Regions from separate parts of the Mus musculus genome. Here region 1 is linked to region 2. The links are chromatin contacts, called in public Micro-C maps. All regions are on one chromosome and are shown on one strand. Each heading gives the region's core, a stretch centred on a gene start, on an enhancer-like site or on the middle of the called end of the contact. The rest is flanking DNA. Distances are from core to core; before and after follow the strand shown.

Region 1 (2,700 bases), core at 135-2,634, 5.8 Mb after region 2:
TCCGAGCTGCCAAAATTCACTCTCTACATCCAAGAGGGGTCAGTGTTTTGAAAGTTGTAGGAGCCTGCTGAGAGGAGGAGGGGCCCCACAGCGGCATTGTTTCCAAACATACCCCTCTCTTCTTTCTTTTTCCCCATGCTCAGAGCCAGGCCTAGTACAGCTGGCCAGCAAGGCAGGAGAGCTGGGCCCAGCCTTCAGGGCAAGGCAGGACAGGGCAGGGCAGGCAGGGCAGCCTGCTGCCTTGGGTACTTCGAAGTTGAGGGTGCGGAGCAAGACTAAAGAAGACACGGATAAAGTTGGAAACAGCACACAGGCCTGTCAGAGCCATAGGGACCCTAGACAGCCCTGATCTGGGTACAGCCTGTCTCTGAAGAGAGAAATCTCCAAGGGGACCAGGTGGGAGCACAACATAACTACAGAGCCTGAGGGGAGAAAAATAATGTAGGGGCTAGGGTCTTCTGTGTCTGGGACACAGGGAGGGTGAGGTGAACAAAAGATAAGGAGAGTCCCACTTTAGCGGCTTCGGACTTGGTAAAGCAGAGAAGAGCAAGAAGCTGAATGACGGATCAGAGCAGTGGGGCTCTGCGATCAGGATGAAAGTAAGGAGAGCAGGCAGAAGAGGTTAGACGCCAGGGCAACAGGGGTCAAGGCTGGGAGATCAGGGGTTAGGTCAGGCTGGGAGACCGAAAAGGGGGCACAGGCCCAAGAGGGGAACTGAGTGAGGGTCTGCCCCGGGGCAATAGGATAGAGAGGTGGAGCCAGCGCGGGGTGGCGGTCCCCAAGGAGTCTGGCTCATGCGGGGTCAGAGCCGGGGCACGTCAAGGGGTGCGGGGGCTCCAACTTACATGAAGACGTGGTAGACGAAGGCCCACCCGCGGGGCCGCTCCAGCACGTTGTAGACCCAGTTCTGCAGGCGGCGGTAGCGCTTCTGCGCGGCGGAGGAGCGCTGGCCGCCGCAGGCGGAGCCCGAGCCGGAGCCCGGCCCAGGGAGGGGCGCGCCCGGCGGCAGGGGGCTGCCCAGAAGGCCGAGGCGACGCGGAGAGCCGCCCCCGCCCGCCTCGCCCTGTTCACTCTGCACGGCCGTGAGCGCCACCAACTCCGCGCGGGGGGCGTCCCCGGGCGGGGGGCCCAGGCCGAGGCGGCGCGGGGGGGCCTCGGCCATGGGCGGCGCCGGACGGGGGACCGGGGCGTTGCGGGGCGGGGGCGCGCTCGGGCGGCTCAGAGTCGCATGGCTCGAACCCCGGGCCGGCGAGGCGACCCTGGGCGCGCACGCAGGCGGCGGGGGCTAGGGACCAGGCCGGGTCCGTGCGGGGTCCGGAGGCGGTCGCTCGGAGCCTCGGGGCCGCGGGAGCCCGTACTGACCGCCCGCTTCCCCGGCGACTGGGGCGGCTCTTTCCGACTCCAACTCTCTTATTACGCGCTCCATGCCGCTCGCCTTTCCACCTGCCGCCGGCGCGCCGCTCACATGTCACCCTCCCCCGCCCCGCCCCGCCCCTCCCCCGCCCGCCCCGCGGCCGCCTTCCCAAATCGGGGAGGGAGCGAGAGAGAAGAGCACCGGGAGGGGGACCCGGGTCGGACGCGGCGGAGCAGGGCGCGCGGTCCGCCCAGTCGGTGTGTCCCGGCCCCGAGCGCGTGGCGCGGGCAGCGCGCCGGGCCCCGAGGCCGGGCGTGTACGAGTGGTGTGGCCCTGGTGGCCCGCTCTGGGGAGGGAGGTTGGGACGCCTGGTGAGTGGTTGTGGAAAGTGGAGCGTGGAGTGTGGAGTTGTGGCCGCGGTAGCTCGAGGGACACTTACATTGTAGAGTGGAGGTGTTTGTGTCCAGAGAAGTGCCTACTTGTGAGAGTTGGCTAGCCAGCCGTGGGTCTGCGTGGGTTCAGAGTGAGTGGGTGGATGGATGGATGGATGGGTGGGTGGGTGGGTGGGTGGATAGATAGATGGATGAGAGTACAGAAGAGTGTGCAGAACCGGGCAGTACAGCGCGATGGGTAATGTAAGCGAGGAGGTGTGCCCGTCGGGTCGTGCCCTCGGTTTCTAGTGCAGGGTGTTTAAAATGCGCTGAGGGCCGAGTGAAGTTGGGACAGCAGCTTCCGTTCCTCCTGCTGTTGTTACTTGAAGGGCCCGGTGCCCTACAGCTATCGAGAGATGTGTGGGGTGGTGTAGCTCACAGTTGTGCCCAGATGCGTCTCTCCTCCCGTCTTGTTGATGAAGGAGGAGACCCCAGTTGATCACCCTGAGCAGAGGGGACGCTCCCTCCCTGATTACGTACCTGCCCTCATCTCCCCACTCCATCTCCGCTCCGTGGGATTCACACCCGCCACCCCCTTCTCCCACTCTAGCCCAGAAAAGCTTGTTTAGGGCAGATAGAAGTATAGAAATAAACGTACTAGGGGCCAGTATTAGGGGAACGGACAGAGCACTCCCAAAGGCCTATAGCACCCCACCAGGACTTTCTCTAGGAGCACCCCTCTCCAGCAAAAAGTTCTCGGTGCCTGACCTCCGTCTCCGCTGTGAGCTGTCTGGCCCCTTTTCCCTCGCCCTCCTGACCGTGTACTAGGTGATGATTCGGGTTTGCTGGCCCTCCTTCCTTCTTCCCCAGCCTAAAGCGATGGCCAAACCAGACGCTCCCGCTCCCTCCGCAGGCCCTGCCCCAGGGTGAAGCGCTTCCGCAGCAAACTCTTCTTCACTCCTCGGGGAGGATCTC
Region 2 (2,700 bases), core at 71-2,570:
ATGATGTGGTCTATAGAAAAGGAAGGCCTCTGGCCTGTCCCCGCGCCCCCGCCACCCGCACCACCGCCGGCGTCCGTCTTGAGGCCCTGACGCAGGAGTGCAGTGGACAGGCTAGCCGCTGTGCCAGCTGCGGGGGGACTCAAGGACGCGGGGTAGAAAGCCTTGGCGCAACCCAGCTCTGCGCCTAGGAAGGCAGGCAGCCCTGCGGGGCTCGGGCCAGATCCCGGGGCAGGCGCAGGGGCCGGCGCCGAGGCCGCGCTTGCGAAGACCGAGGCCGTCGGAGGTCCGGGAGGAGGCGCCGCGGCGCGGCCCGGGGGAACTGACAGCTGGCAAGGCGCGGTGGCGGCGAAGGCGAAGGCGTGCGGGTGCGGATGCGGGTGTGGGGCCGGGCCCGGTGGAGGTGCACCGTAGGCCGGGAGCGCCAGCCCGTAGCCGTAGCCGTAAGCGCCGTAAGCGGCGAAGCTCGAGAGGAAGGCGCCAGGGTCCCCGGCCGCGGCAGCCCCGCCACGCAACAGCAGCTCCGGGTGAGGATGCGGGTGTGGATGCGGTGGCGGCAGAGGCTGCCGCTTGAAGCGCTTGCGGCGCCGCAGGAAACTGCCGTTGTCGAACATGTCGGCCGACTCCGGGTCGAGCGTCCAGTAGTTGCCCTTGCCCGGGTTGCCCGGCTCGCGGGGGATCTTAACGAAGCAGTCGTTGAGGGAGAGGTTGTGGCGGATGCTATTCTGCCAGGCAGGGAACTTCTCCCGGTAGTAGGGGAAGCGGCCGCTGATGAACTCGCAGATCTCGCTCAGCGTCAGGCGCTTCTTGGGGCTCTGCAGGATGGCCATGGTGATGAGGGCGATGTACGAATAAGGTGGTTTCACCAGAGGGCTCCGTGTCGCCGCGCCCCCCGACGGCGGCCCGGGTCCCGGCCCCGGCCCCGTTGCGCCTCGGGCTGCCTGCACGCCGGGCCCCGGGCTTCCCGCTGCGGCCGCCGCCCCCCGGGGCGCTAGAGCGCGGGGCTCGCAGTCAGAGCAACCTCCCGACTCTTCCTCGTCCTCAGCCACGTCCGCCTCGGCTTCCTCCGGGGGAGGCTCGTGGCCGTGAGGGAGCACGTCCCGAGGGGCGCGGGGCCCGGAGCGGGCTGTGAGCTCCCCCCCACCGCTGCCGCCGCCCACCACGTCTATGTCTGCGTCGGGCTCAGACAGCGCGGCCGGGGAGCTCTCGGAGGACATGATCTCGCAGCAGCAGCTGCCCAGGGTCATGGTGCCGCCGCCGCCGCCGCCGCCTCCTCCGCCGCCTCCTCCGCCGCCGCTCTCCGGCTCCGCTCGGCCCGCGGCTCCGGCTCCGCCGTGCTGCCTCTCCGACCAGTGTGTTTTGCGCGCGGGCGGGGAGGGGGCGGAGGACAGGGAGGGGATGTCCCCTAGCTCCTCAGCGCCCCCTGGTGTTGAAACTCTAGGACTTTCACCCTGCAGGGCGCACCCAACCGGTGCTGCCCCGGGACTAGAAAACCAGGCACTGGAGAAGAGCAGTAAAGCAGCCCGTTACTCGGTCGAATCTGGGCTTCTGGGCCCCTAGACACATAAGTGGGGCTTCAGGAGATTAGTCCCTCCCGCCTGGTGGCAGCCTAAGGCGGAAGAACTGTGGGCCCGGGGCGGAGCTCTCTGGGCAGGGTGGGGCGGGGAAGGAAGGGGGCGGGCAGAGGTCCTCTGCTCCCGGGCCCGGCGGGAACAAACTGCCGCGGTGGCGGGAGCTAGGCTCGCTTGGCTGGAGGCGGGTCATCCTTCTCCTCGCAGCTCCCGCAACCCCGTGGCTCCCTGGAGCCACCACCACCTTCAGTGCGCTCAGTTACTGGAAGTCAAAGCTTATGCCGGCGCAGCTGCATCTGGTGGTGGCAGTGGCTACAAACCTCCTCTCCTCATCTCCCCAAGGCGGCGCCCGGGCCACCCGGGCCGAAGCGCGGATGGATCGCCAGTGAGCCGAGATGGCCAGACCGACGCCGCGGACAAGGACCTACTGGAGGCTAAGGGAGTTCTGGAGGACAAGTGAAGAGAGTGATCCAGAGGAACAAACTCGGGCGCCGGAAGATCCTACTCAGATAGGTGAGAAATGTCTGCGGTGGTCCTCTCTTTCCCCTCCAAGGCCCTGGCCCTGCCACTGTCCCCAGGAAGACCGTCTGCTCTCACTCCTCTTAGTGATTCGTCTCCGCATTCGCCGCATTCTCCGCACACCCACAGGTCCTTAGCTTGGGTTTGCAGGATTGATTTTTTTTTTTTTTTTTTTTTTTTTGTCTCAGCATCTCAATCTTTATAATTGTCTCTCTTGACCCCCGTGCATATCCTGCGGAAACTGAGTTTTCCTGGATGTTTGTTCCTAAGTCTAACAATCCCGCTCTTAATTTCCGGATTTAGAGACTCTTACAACAGAACTCTCACGGAGATGTCCCCCCGAAGAAACTTAACCTCATCCCTGGGCCAGTGTTGCCCTTTTATCTGGGGACTTTCTCCACAGAAGGTTGGTCCAGTATGCTTTTTCTGCTAGCCAGATTCTTTTGCCCATCTTTATCCCTCTTCCCTACTCTTCCTCTAGGACCCAGAAACAAGTTGCTCAGGTTTATACTGAGCCCATTTCAACCTCTTGGGGCTGGAAGGGATTGGGAGAAGGTAAGAACTGGACAGAGGCTGGCTGTTGCCTCAACAGCGCCTCACAGTGGCCAAGGCT

Evidence for each region. A called contact is a pair of places that touch in the nucleus more often than the background predicts.
Region 1: a contact with region 2 is called in a Micro-C map of embryonic stem cells, with 5 times the contacts expected there. The contact joins the promoter of Kcnq4 here to the promoter of Foxd2 in region 2. A contact is called at or near these places in 2 of 39 promoter capture datasets (cranial neural crest and embryonic stem cells) and 1 of 484 Hi-C or Micro-C datasets (embryonic stem cells).

The regions. Positions count from the first base shown.
Region 1 is chr4:120,746,015-120,748,714 of GRCm38.p6, forward strand. Kcnq4 (potassium voltage-gated channel, subfamily Q, member 4) reads right to left here and starts at 1,385. Exons shown (of 14, transcript NM_001081142.3): 1 at 846-1,385. The coding sequence starts at 1,162.
Region 2 is chr4:114,907,578-114,910,277 of GRCm38.p6, forward strand. It overlaps Foxd2 (forkhead box D2), which reads right to left and starts at 1,321. Exons shown (of 1, transcript NM_008593.3): 1 at 1-1,321. The coding sequence starts at 1,244. Foxd2os (forkhead box D2, opposite strand) reads left to right here and starts at 1,680. Exons shown (of 4, transcript NR_030721.2): 1 at 1,680-2,081.